2 separate regions of the Mus musculus genome follow, and region 2 is linked to region 1. The links are chromatin contacts, called in public promoter capture Hi-C maps. All regions are on one chromosome and are shown on one strand. Each heading gives the region's core, a stretch centred on a gene start, on an enhancer-like site or on the middle of the called end of the contact. The rest is flanking DNA. Distances are from core to core; before and after follow the strand shown. Region 1 overlaps Osbpl9 (oxysterol binding protein-like 9). Region 2 overlaps Calr4 (calreticulin 4).

Region 1 (6,764 bases), core at 1,829-4,328:
CTCACTGGCCCATATATTCCAAATCCACTCCATCAGCTCACAAGTTTCCCACCCTCTTTTTCCCTTATTAAAACAAACAAACAAAAACAAAAAAACTTTAAAAGAGCTGAGCCCAGTGGCAGACATCAACAATCCTAGCACCAGGGAGACTACAACCAGAGAATCATGAACTCACAACTAAACATCCTCACAGCCCTTTCTAACTGCATCCTTCTCAAGTTCCTCCTTACCTCATCAAGTTTCCTATTTGCTGTCATCCTTGGCATGAACACTACACTCTGGACAGGGTGTAAATGTTTATTTATTTAGAGGCCCCATCTCTCTCTCACTTTAAAAGTTCATCAATGGCATATCCTGCTTTTTGTATATCTATAAGTTCCCAAAAGACCTTAAGCCTCCTGTTTTGATTCCCATCAAAAGAAATTTTGAGTTTTTAATCATCTCTGACCAAACAACAAATCTTAGTTGTAAAAGATGAAGCCCATGAAGAACTCCTCCTTGCCAGCCTGTGTTCGGTGTCTACCGGCACACGCAGCTGTCCTACCAGCAGCAGACTTCTCTCCCCCGACCACAAAACTGTACTAAAGGAGCGATGGAGGGTGTGTCTCAACAAACTCAGCTGTGGCCGTCTCCCCTGCCTTTGGCCAACACAAACTGCTTATGTTTATATTCACCATCCAGTGAGCTGACACAGACGCTTCTTTGGTATCATCCCACATTCCGTCTGGGCACACGGAACACCTTCATTATTGTTAAAGCAGGACACAACCCAATTTCACAATCCCAGGCAACTGAGGACTGGCAAATCTGCTTCCTAGTTCTAATTCAGCTCAGAGCCTGTCTCCTTACCACCACCTTCACCACTACCACCACCACCACCACCTCCTCTTCCTCCTCTTCTTCCTCCTCCTCCTCCTCTTGCAGCAGCAGCAGCCACTCCATCTACTAAAACACTAGCACACTGTTACTATTTACTGCTGTCCTCCTCAACTAAAATTAAAATTCTGACACAAAATGTAAAAAATTTTAAAAATTACATCTGTTATGGTAAGAAAAGCCAATTTATCTTGTAATTGTTTTCTTTTTCAAATTTAAAGCTGATAAATCTTGCCTTGCTTGCTTTTTATATGCAAATAAAGAAACTGCCTGAAAAAAATAAAAATCCCTTCCTAATAATTTACATATATATAAAACATTTGAGAAAAATTATAATCAATGTATTCATAATCCAGATAAAAAAATTCATGGTAAAAACCATTCTTTTAGGTTTTGTTTGTTTTAAGCCAAGGTCTCACTATGCAATCCTGACTGCCCTGAAACTAGCTATGTAGACCAGGCTGGCCTCGAACTCACAGGAGACCTGCCTGCAACCGCCTCCCAAATGCTGGGATTAAACATCTTGGACCACCTCCACCAGGCTAAACGCTTCCATTTTTAAAGCTATCCAGAGAACTACAACTGTTTGCTGAGCAGAGTGGCGTTCACACATCACCCTTCACAGGAGGATGAGCTCCTGCTAACTTATACACCTGAGAATGAGGAGGAGGCCTGGCTTGGGTTTTGTTTTGTTTCAAGAATATAATGGCGTAATTAGCAATAATGTAACAATCAGGACCCAGTTAGCATCAGGTAAATACACGATTCTTACTCAGCAGTTTGAAAGAACAACTGCACAATCAAGAGTAAACTGAAGAATCTGCCACAAGAGGAGGAAAAGTGGTCTTTAAAAAAATTTCCTCTTCTAAATTCATTTAGAGTTCTTAGAATTCTGTCAACAATTAATTAACAGAATCTTTTAAACAAATCAATAAAATTCTGCTACAGAAGAGAAACAATATTTAAACTTCAAGTCTGAACCCTCCCTCAGTTCTTCAGAAACCACCCTTAGTTGTTTCCCAGCTGAGTCCCATGCACTGTCCTCCCAGCCCCCGATACCCTTCCACGACTTCCCTTTCCCAGCAGAACCAACTGAGCTTCACAACCTCACCACACACATCTCACTGATGCAGTTTTCTTTTTGGAATGCTTATAGGAGGTTTATAATGGAATTCATCAGCCTAAAATCACAGAACTGGCCTGACTTCCCCTGCACATCAATCCAAAAGTTTGCAGATGTGCTTTAAAGGCCCTCTACAGTCAACTCATCTACCACCAATGGAATAATGTTTACAAATTCATCAATAGCATGAACAGGTGACAGTAATAACACTGTTCTTAAATTGACTAAGAATGCACTAAAATTACCACTAGTTTCACTCTCAGTCACTGACTCTATCTTCCCAGTCTCTGAGTCATCTTGTCTCTCCTTGAGTATCTCATGAATGGCAAGAGATAAAACCTGCTGAATTTTTATTTAAAAAAAAAAAAGTTGAAGAGATGGCTCAGTGGCTCAGAGTGCCAGCTGCTCCCCACAAACTTCAGTTCCTGGTGATTCTGTGCCCTTTTCTGGCCTCCCCAGGCACTGTATGCATATGAATCAGCAAGTTTATGTGCACATGCACACACAGACACTAAAAACTGCACTATATACCTGTTCTTCTTTCTAGCCAACATTAGAACAGTGAGGCATTAGACTTATTCATACTGGTCCTTTGTTAGTAAATTTTTTAAAAAAACTTGTATTTATTGAGCATTTATATGTACACACACACACACCCCACTACACGTGTGTGGTCAGAAAGCAGCCTCCGGGAGTCAGTTTTGTTCTCCTTCATGTAGATTCTGGGAATTTAAATCAGATCATCAGGTTTTGCATCAGTGGCCATCCTGCTGGTCCTAGAGACTTCTTTTTAAACAAGACTAAGAATATACATTGTTCCCAAGCAGAGTATGGTCTATCTTCCTTTGAAAGGAAAGGAAACAGGGCAGACTCTGAAAAACTGATTTCACCCTTCTAGAGAGCAGTGTAGGAGTCACATAGATGCATTCGGTAGTACTCTGCACTTGCCCTATCTAACACTGTACACGTTACTGTCTGACTTCTCTGAAGAAAGACAGAGAAGACAGGAACTGTGCCATTCACTCACTAGCACCCTCCAGGGCTGTCTCAGTGCCAGCTGCATGCATGTGGCACCAGTTGTACCAGCTGTCAGCTGCTGCTACCCATGTGCCTGCAATCTCTGTACTTCCATTCTCTCCCCCCTTTCCTTTCTTCTCTTGTCAGGTCCTTCAGCAGTAACTGAAGTGACCATACTGCAGTGCGGTAGTCAGGGCCTCTGCTCTCTGGCTCACTATGCTGATGTTCATTACAGTTCATTACATGTCAGTGTGTACAGGAATTCACTTTATGTTTTAACTAAACACTCATAATCCTAGCACGTAGAGGGAAGATTAAGAATTCTGGGCAGTCAAGACTCTCTCAAAACACTAAAACACATTTTTAAAAAGTTTAAAAGCAGTTACAGAGAAACAAATACAAAATGGTTTATGATATAATAAGAAAATTGAATCAGTATTTTCTAATTTGTAAAATACAGGACTAGCTTAATATTCTTAGAAGACACCTAAAAGCTAACATGTTGGCAAATTAAATCAATTTCCTATTAATGATTCTAGGTGGGACATGAAACAGAGAACAAAATGTTCCACTCCCATTAAAAAGAACACTGTAAGGGGTGCCCTTAAATCCCAAGGTACATGCAAATCATAACTTGCTTTGGCTACTTTCCTAGTAAGACTTTTGAAGCAGGCAGTAGAAGCTTTTAAAATAACTCCTGCTGACAGTGACAGACTAATAGCAAGGGTCAAAGTGACCAAAGGTGACTTAAGGTCTTCTTCCCAGAATCAATAATTAAGAAACTTATGGGTAGCCTTTAATTCCAGTTTAATCCCAGCATTTAGGAGGCAGAGACAGGTGGATCTCTGGTTTGAAGCCAGCCTTGTCTACAGACTGAGTTCCAGGACAGGCAGGGCTTCACAGAGAAACCGTGTCTCGAAAAACAAACAAACAAGGAAAGAACGAAAGGAGCTTCTGGGTAGCTGGAACTGAGAGAGGACTAAAAGGAAGACCGAGTAGTAACACAAACTCAAAACAATGACAGACAGTTTGCTATATGCAGTATTTTTTTTAAACAGTACAAAATAGTATACAATAAAAAATATGTTCTCCCCACAAAAGAAAGGGAAGCCTAGAATCCCAGCATCTGTTAGGTGGAGGCAGGAGGTTCACAAGTTCAAAGCTAGCCTGAGCTACATTAGTTCCTTCCTCAAAACAATTTGTTTAGGGCTGGAGAGATGGCTCAGTGGTTAAGAGCACTGGCTGCTCTTCCAAGGTCCTGAGTTCAATTCCCAGCAACCACATGGTGGCTCACAACCATCTGTAATGGCATCCAATGCCCTCTTCTGGTGTGTTTGAAGAGAGCGACAGTTTACTCACATACATAAAATAAGTAAATCTTTTAAAAAAATGTTTCAAATACATATCTATCTATCTATATATGTATGTATTTGAAATAAATTGTTCATATAAGTCTTCCTAGAAAGTTTAAAATAATAGAGAACATCATTAGTAGTAAAACTACAAAGGGGAAAAACAGGTTAAAATTTTAACAAAGAAAAACCCACCTAATAAAAGTAAGTAAGAATATTGGCATTTTAATTAGCAAAACAAATACCTTAAAATTAATGAAATTTTATGCAAATGCAATTTAATTAACATAAAGGCACCTGCAAAGTCTATGTTAATAACTGGAGCATGACACATTTGCGATGACCTCTCACCCAATCAAAGAAGCAGAGGGAATACTTACGATTTAATCACTTACAATTATTTTTGAAAATTCAAGAACTGGAGAGATACCAGAAGACTGGAAAAAAGCAAGTGTGGTACTGATCTTCCATAAAGGTAAGAAGAGAGAGAGTAGAAAGTTACCATGCTGCAAGTGTGGTATCAATAATCAAGCAAAGGACTAAGAGGAAACCTGTAACTACACAGGGGAAATAAGGACGTGAGCAAGTGACAAGTTAAAAACAAACAGTATGCCAAAATTCCTGGCCTTTCTGTTTCTTAGAAAACTAAGCTAGCATATTAAGCTCTTAGAGAAATGACACTATTTTGCCTTCCTATTAGATGACTTAAAAGCTTATATAAACAAAAAAGTATACAAAGAAACAACTTAGTAATTTTCTCACGCCCATGACTCTATGTGAAGAGCACTAATGCTATCCTTGGCTAACTGCGCACCCTGAAACATTTATAGCCCTCATGGTCCATCTGCTTCAGCTACAGCTCACGACTCGGAGCTATTGAGGAGTATTGAAGGTAAGGATTTCTATGTATTTTTAACCCTATAGATTTAATATTCAACTATCAATTCATCTGGAGTCAAGACAATACATTTTTTAAACACTCATAAAACTAACTGAGCATAGTGCTGAACTTTTTTCTCCACTGTATTTTCTGGAAGGCATATTTCCACAGCTACATGATTTCAAATTAGCTTCTCTTATCCACCTGGTAGCTCTTAGTTTCTTACCAGAAACTTCTGTGTATCCCAAGAATCCCCTAAAAGGTCTTTTCTCATAATTCTAAATAAACAATACTAACACTATGGATTCACCATTAATAAGACATTGGAAAAATTTCAGAGCACTATAAAGTCTGTTATACACAGACTTATTCTTTTTCATTTCATCATTATGGCATTGAAATAGTTATAAAGTAAGCTCAGGCCTAGAATCCCAGCACTTGGAAGGCTGAGGCAGGAGGACAGCTGAAAGTTCAAGGATAGCCTGAGCTATGAAGTGAAACCATGTCTAAAAGAAAAGAAACCAGAAAAAGAAATTAAGAAAGAAAAAAGTGTGAGATAGACTGGCACTGAACCCATTTTACAAGGGCCTACTGAACACCCAGATCTTCCACTAGAATTTTTCTTTTTTTATTGAAAATATAATTTTTTATACAACATATTCTGATTACAGCTTCCTCTCCCCCAGCTCCTCGAAACCTACAAATACCATACTTTTGAAAAGAGCCTGCAGCCTGAGGACACTGACCTTGTAGTCAGAAAGTCCTCTGAGGGGTGATGCAGTGGGACTGAGTAAACAGCACTAAGGACCGAGCATGCTCTGAATCCTGACAGACCGACCGCCTGTGTGGTCAGGACAGGCGCTGGCCCTGCCCACGTCCTCAGTAACAAGATGGAGCAGGTAATCTGATGGTAGCTATTCAATTTCCTTTCTAGATCTGAAGCCTTGGGAACCAGAATCCACTTCTGTAATCCCAAGGTCCACACAGTAGTACTTCACAGGTAAGTCAACTTGACAGATTTTAAAGACAGAAAATAGAAGGCTGATGACTAATGCTGTAAGCCACATGTGGTTTTTCTTAGGGAATATACGGTCAAGAAAAAGACACAAGCACTCATTAAGTGTAACATTCCTTCTAGAAAAGAAAAAGAACAGTAAGCTGAAGCCCTGAAGAAGATAATGGATGATATAAAATTGTAAAAGCAATAAACAAAAGGTAGCAACATACAGCCTAGAAACAGACAGAAGAAAGAACCTAGGATGTGCAGGAAACTGTTAGTTATTTCACCTAAAGCACAAAATGTAAGTTATATCTAAAAATTACCTTGGTAACCAGGAGTCAAGTAATGTAAGGAAGGCTTCCCCTCCACCCAGTTGTAATGGTTAGACATGACTCCAAACAGCCACTAAAACTGTTTCTAGTTTTAAATTTGTGCAGAAAATAGTTTAATGTTTAAGCGTTTGTTTTGTTTTTAAAGGAAAAATGAACTACAAAATCAAAACTGCTCACCCAGACG
Region 2 (6,764 bases), core at 2,304-4,803, 150 kb after region 1:
CAGAGGGTTGAGTAACTTGCCTACTATCGTAAAACTAGAATGTAGCTGAGCTGGTTTGTTCAAGTTCCTGTCTTGAGCTCCCTTCTATTGTATTCCTTTGTCATGAAATAAACTATTGTAAAGCATAGATTTAACCTTTTAGACACAAATAGTACAATTTTGTTTCATTTAGTTTTTTTGAGACAAAGTTTAATGTACTATTACATAGTTTTTAGTTAGCCTCTGGTACCTGATATCCCCCATATGCTGGGATTATAAGCATACATTACTATACATGACTTCATAGCATTCTTAAAGAAGATAGAGAAAGGAGATGGAGAGGGGACTCAGCAGTTATCAACACTTGCTGCTCTTGCAGAGGACCCTGGTCCTGTTAATAGTACCCATATGGTACAGTATTTTGTAACTCTAGTTTTAGAGGATTCAATACTCTCTCCCATCTCTGACTCCCTAACACATGTGGTGAATATAAACAGGCACACAAATATACAAATAAATAAGGCAAAGCCTTTTGGTGAGTGTGTGTGTCTGTGTGTGTGTGTGTGTGTGTGTGTGTGTGTGTGTGATTGATGGGTGTATGTGCATACACCCATGGCCAGAGGAGAACATCAAGTGCCCTCTTTTATCACTTTCTGCCTTGTTCTCTTGAGACAGGGCCTCTCACTGAACCTGGAACTAGTCCGGCAGCCAGCAAGCCCCAGTGATCCTCCTGTGTCTGGCCCCGACAGCATCAAGGTTTATAAGGCACACTCGTGGCCACACGCATTTCCACCAGTGCTAGGGTTCCCAACTCAGGTCCTCACACTTATGCCACAATTACTCTTACCCACCGAGCCATCTCTCTACCCCACTAGCAACCTAGCTAGAATAATCTCACACTTTTCATTTCAACAGGTGAAATCAGGCAGCATCTTTGACAATTTCCTTCTAACAAATGATGAAGAGTTTGCTGAAGAGGTTGGAAATATGACCTGGGGATTAAGAAAGGTGAGATGTTCCTTCACTCTGAACTTCAGATGTCTGATTCTTCCATTTGCAAAATCAAGACTCACAATGATTGTTCCAATTCTGATCACTTGGGCTTTAGAGACAGAGAACTCACTTTCACGGAACATCTTCTTCAACTTTGTATGTGTTACCCTGGGCACTTTGTAAAATGCATCTCACTTGGCCCTTAACTCGACCTTGCAATAGAGATGCTTTCCATTTCTCGATGGGAACTGAGATTCAGTAGCTAAACTGCCCAAGGTCACACACAGCCTCTGACTTGTTGCTTTGGAGCCTGAACCCAGCATCCATGCTCCTTTTGTGTGCCACACTGTCTCCTCAGTGTGCCATTAGAGGGAGCCACTCAGCCCACCTCAGCCTTTGGACATCAGAGGAAGCTGCAGTGCTGTTTACCAGCTCCTCCCTTCCCACAACCATTTTATGTGTGCAGTGATATTTGGGGCAACGGCTTCATGGGGAAGGCATCCTGCATCCAGATGTCCTGTCCCTGCAGGAAGGTCAATTCAAGTAGGTTTATAGCCAGTGTCTAAAGTTCAGCAGGAAACTGAGGAACCAGCAAAGCACAGACACAGAGAGTAAAAACAAAACCACAACCTTGACCCTCCCTGCCCTGAGCTGCAGAAATGGCTCCATTGATGAAGTATTTGCTGTGCAGGCTTGGGGGTCAGACCAGAGCCCACATAGAAGGCATCTGTGTTTCTAGGGACACATATGCTAGGCAAGTGCTCTACCACTGAGCTGTATGCTAGAACTCTTTTTATTTTAAGACAAGGTTTCACAAAGTTACCCAGACTGGCTTTCAACTCACTCTGTAGCCAAGGCTGGCCTTGAATATGTGTTCTTTGTCTTCAGCCTACTATGTAGTTGAGATTACAGGTCTGTTGGGCACCAGTCCTGACTCCCAGCGGATCTAACTGAAAGTGCTAGGCTTGGAACATTTGCCTTTATCCTCTGGGCTATTTTGCTGACTCAGTGCCTAGCTTTAAAAATACGTTTTAGTCTAGTTTTGTCTTGTTTTACTTTAGCATTATCATCTTTATTTTGTGATACTAGAAAACTAACATAGAGCTTTGTTCATGCTAGACATGTGCGGATTGCTGAGCCACTCCCCAGCCCTCTAATACTGTTGTGTTATTGTTATTTATTAGTTAGAACACGAATGTTTTTATGTAGACTGCTTAGGTTCAAATCCAGGCTCCATCCCTAACTAGCTATATGCACTTTGTCTGTTTATTTAACCTTTCAATTGGGAATAATGATAGCACTATCTTTTAAACAAAATGTAGACCATCCATATGAGCTGGGTGTGACGGCATGTCCACCACTGCAGTCCCACAGGGTGGAGGAGGCAGAGGCAGAAGGGTTAAGAAAGAATTCAAGGTTTGGACACAGTGGTGTGCATCTTAGATCCCAGCACTCTCAGGTGGGTCTCTGAGAGTTTGAGCCCAGCCTGGTCTACATAGTGAGTTCCAGGACAGCTGGCGCTTCATAGAGAGACCTTGTCTCAAAAAAATTAAAAGAAAAAAAGAAAGCATTCAAAGCCATTTCTGGATTATATAGCAAGACCCAGTCTCAAGAACAAAATAAGCAAGCAAATGAATGAATTAGAAAGAATCCCAAACATTAGATAGCCCTTATCGAAGGTGGGCTACATGACCTTATGCATCATTGTGAGGAATACAAATAACACACAAATATTGTTTAGCCTAAGGTGGGTAATGACATAGGTATCTAATGCAAGAGGAGGAATTAGTTTATTTTAGTATTTTAAATTTTTTATTACACTTATGCTACTTAGTATAATGTTACATATTATCAGGTCTGAGTGCACGCACATGCCACAGTATTGGAGGTCAGAGGACGACTTGTGCCGTTGGTTCTTTCCTTCCGCTGTGAGTCCAGGGAGCAAACTCAGGGCTATGGGCTTGGTGTCAAGCACTGTCACCTTTACTCAACTTGCCAGTCCACTTTATATTTTTAAAATTATTTTATTTTAGTTTATATTTCATTTTGAGACAAGGTCTTAGGTAACCCCTAACATCCTTGTCTAGCAGAGGATAACCTTGAACTCCTGACCCTGCCTCCACCTCTCAGGTGCTAGGATTATGTGTATGCCTAGCTTTAGATCAATTTTATTTACAAATGAAATACATCAACACCCAGACGACTACCCCACAGGCGCTGAAATCTAGATGTAAATAAACACCATCCTAGAAACCTTGAAGTCAATGGGAAGACAACAGATGTTTCTAAAATGGGCTATCTGTTTACTTCATCTGTGAAACTTTGAAACCCCACATTTTAAACAGGATGTGGAGCAGCAGTGGAGAGAGCTGTATGAGGAAATGGAGAAACAGAAGGAGGCGGAGGAGACCAAGAAGAAGAGGGAAAAGGAGAGAGCCAGGCAAGAGGACGTCTGGGGACTAGATGAGGAGGATGAGGAGGACGCTGAAGAGGACGACGAGGAGGAAGCAGAGGAAAGGCTCAAGCAGGAAGGCAGTGCAGCGAGGGCGTCTCTGGACCAGAAGGAAGCCCACTTGGATCAGAAGGATGAACTGTAACTGCACAGACACTGGGTGTGGCCGAAGTCAGAGACGGTGCTTAGAGAGGGAAATGGGCCCTCGCTTAGCAAATTATGGGAAGTAAAACGACTCATTCTTTTTAGATAAACTTTGGATTTATAGTTCTACTCCCCTTCCCTGCTCTATTTGCTCATTGGTAGAAAGGGAATGATAATTTTATCTCATGAAATGGCCCTTGGGACTGAATGAGGCAATGCCTGTAACATGCCCAAAGTAAATACTTGTAAAAAAAATGTAGTAGTTAAAACTACTATCATTATCATGGTGTTTATGAAATTAATTGTTGGTAAATAAGCTTCTATATAAACTTGGTTCTTACTTTCAACTGGGGTTTTTCTTTTGTTTAAATATATGCAATTCTTAGTATTTATGGAGCAGTGCTAACAGTTGAACCCAATGTTTCCTTTTTTTTTTTTTTTTTTAAATGTATTGAGCACCTAAAGCCAAAAGCAGAACATCCTTTGGACGTTTGGAAAAATACTTCATGAAAGTCACCTTGTTTGCCTGCTGCTCTTGCCTTATGTTTAAACAATTGTTACTTGTTTGCAAGTTTGCTTGTCTTATTTCTATCTTTTTTGTTCCACCGGCTCACAGCATCATTATCTCTTGAGTTCTTGTAGTTCTTTATAGATTAGAAAGCATTTTCCCACAAATTCGCAGTGTGCCTACAATGCATCTATTCAGTCTTACAGAGGTCACTGCAGAGATCATTGCTATCTTCATGTTGCAGACACAGAAACTTGTTCAGGGTCAGTCAGTAAGGGGCGGGCCAGGATCTGATCTCAGGTTCATCTGGCTGAAAAGCTTAGCCTTCTACTGCACCAGGCGATTTGAATGAATATCTATTAGTACGAAATACAGACAGAAAGTAACCTGTCACATGGAAGAAATGTCCTTATATCCTTTTGTTTTGTTTTTGTTTTAATCCAACATTTAAGGAACCAGTAAACGACAGGGTTACCAACACAAATCAAGGTACTCACTAAATATCCATTGGAAAGTGTGAACTCCTATCCTCAACTACATAGTGACCGCAAGGCCAACCTGGACTAGACCCTATCTCAAAAAACAACCAACCAAACACAAAACCAAACCACCAACTCACTCTGCCTATGCCTGCAGGTTTCAGAGACACCTTCATAAAGACCTTTGAGCCAGGTATTGAAGAATACAAGAAAATGTAGAACAGATTTGCAGTTAAAGAACTAGGAGCCTGGATAACAGGAAGTGGAGTCATCAGATCAGTGAGAGTGGCAGGAAGTTCTCCCTTCCTCCCTGGAAGCTGGGACATAGTCAGCTTGTTTTGTTTCTTAGAAAAACTAAATGTTTAATTTTTAAAAGAATATCTTTTATATATTCTTTGGCATTTGTATACATGTATACATGAGCACCTTCATCGTCATTTGAGACAGGTTCCCACAGTCTTGCCCTGTTGCCCTGATTGGCAGAGAGTTTACTTTGAAACATAGACTGGCTTTTAACTTCCTCATACCTCAGCCTTTGAGTGCTGGAATTGCACGCATGCAAAAACTGCTCAGCTCCTAGTGGTGGGTCTTGGATTTTTAGAATATTCTAGATTAGGAGATAGTACATTGGGTAAAAAAGCTAACTATTAAAACTTGAGTTTCATCTCTGAATTTCACATGGTAGAAAGAACCAACTCTTGTAAATTGTCTTCTTCTACACACATGCAGTATATATACATACGAATTAATAAATATTTAAAAAAACAATTTTAAGTGGCGGTTGGGTGTGGAAAGAAATTTGGAAAGATTAGCACCTGACAGCCCACAGACTGTAGAGAGTTTTCATAGCCTGGGGGAGGGGTATGGGGGGTTGGGGTGGTAGCCAAGGCACACCAACCCACAAAAGGCAGTTTCAAAATAGTATCAAGTTTTAAGATATCGTACATGAGCTGACTAAGATCTCTCTGGCACTGCTTGATACCAAGCACATTGGGACATCACTTTTGAAATAGCAGCTCAGACCCAGGGTGAAGAGACGAGCTTTATGCAGCTAATTTTGTGGCACAAACCGGTTTTTCTTCCATTGAAGGAGTTGGGAGAGCATGCAATGGTCCCCTCAGCATTAAAGAGCACTCGATACTTTCTGCGATCAGTGAGAAAGGGGACAGACACGAAACAAACTTGCTCTGAGGGCTGTGGATGAGTGACAGAGTGTGTATCTAACGTGCACAGGACCCTAGTACTGGAAGAACTAAGTAAGGGCTGGGTCTCAGAGGTCTCATTATCTTAATTTGATTACTTCTAGTGAGTAAAGTAAAAACTAAGGTTGTCCAAAGATACCTAAAGCTAGGACCTTAACAATGCGGTATTTGTTTTGTTCGGGGCTAACTCTTCCTAGAATTCCCTTTCCTAACTGACCTGGCCTTATACAGAGTAGTAAAGTTTCCCAAGACGGAGTCTCTGCCTGGGCTTTTTTTTTGGTTGTCAGTAAAGAAGGCCCATGCCTGTCTTCTTCCTCTATGGAGAAGACAGTATGCATTAGGCTGAAAAGACATCTTCTAAAAAGAAGAAAGACATTAGATCGCTGCTTCTAAGCTGTAAAGCAAGCTGTAAAATAATAAAACAATGACCACAAAGCCATTACAAAATGTGTATATCACAGAATGCTTCTTAAAATTAAATGTAAACGTTTTATTTTATGTATATAGGTGTTTTACCTGCACGGGTGTTTGTCCACCACTTGTGTGCCTGGCGCAGGTAAAGCCCAGTAGAGGACATCAGATCCCTTGGACCGACAGGTACAGATTGTTGCGAGCTGCCACAGTGAGTGCTGGGAATCGGACTGGGGTCCTCAGCGCTCATAGCTGCTGAGCCATCTGCCCAGCCCCATACCATGCACTTTAAAGACATTTTACATTACGTTTGCATTCTCTAAATGCTCCCCCAAAGAACTCAGCTCTAGCCTAGCTGGCATCTCCAGGAAGAAGCAGAAGCAAGCTGGTGAGAAAGCCACATGGGGCAGAGCGTGGACAGAGGGAGTGGCAAGGGAGAAAGCAGTCTTTCCAAGATCACCCTCTTTTTCATGGTCAGCTTCTGCAAGTGTCAGGAAGAGTCAGACTCAGAGGGAGGAGTGGCAGGCAGGCACTAGGAACTCTGCACTCCCTTTATGCCTGCGGGAGTCTGGACCATCATCCTTTGTGTACACGAG

Evidence for each region. Capture Hi-C pulls out chosen DNA fragments and counts their contacts.
Region 2: a promoter capture Hi-C map of adipose tissue shows a contact between it and region 1. The contact joins two enhancer-like sites. A contact is called at or near these places in 2 of 484 Hi-C or Micro-C datasets (the G1E-ER4 cell line and nephron progenitors) and 3 of 9 other capture datasets (adipose tissue, liver and pancreatic islet).

Annotation. Positions count from the first base shown.
Region 1 is chr4:109,103,118-109,109,881 of GRCm38.p6, forward strand. All of the region lies in intron 4 of Osbpl9 (oxysterol binding protein-like 9), which reads right to left. Among named protein-coding and RNA genes, the nearest start is that of Gm52703, 27 kb to the right of the region's middle. Within about 2 kb of position 3,079, at least 64 of the 459 cell types and tissues checked have an H3K27ac peak or open chromatin away from gene starts, as enhancers often do. A contact at or near this core is called in the G1E-ER4 cell line and adipose tissue, where this site is marked.
Region 2 is chr4:109,250,433-109,257,196 of GRCm38.p6, forward strand. Calr4 (calreticulin 4) reads left to right here. Exons shown (of 8, transcript NM_001033226.4): 7 at 895-987; 8 at 3,318-4,145. The coding sequence ends at 3,569. All of the region lies in intron 2 of Gm40225 (a long non-coding RNA gene), which reads right to left. Among named protein-coding and RNA genes, the nearest start is that of Calr4, 18 kb to the left of the region's middle. Within about 2 kb of position 3,554, at least 31 of the 459 cell types and tissues checked have an H3K27ac peak or open chromatin away from gene starts, as enhancers often do. A contact at or near this core is called in the G1E-ER4 cell line and adipose tissue, where this site is marked.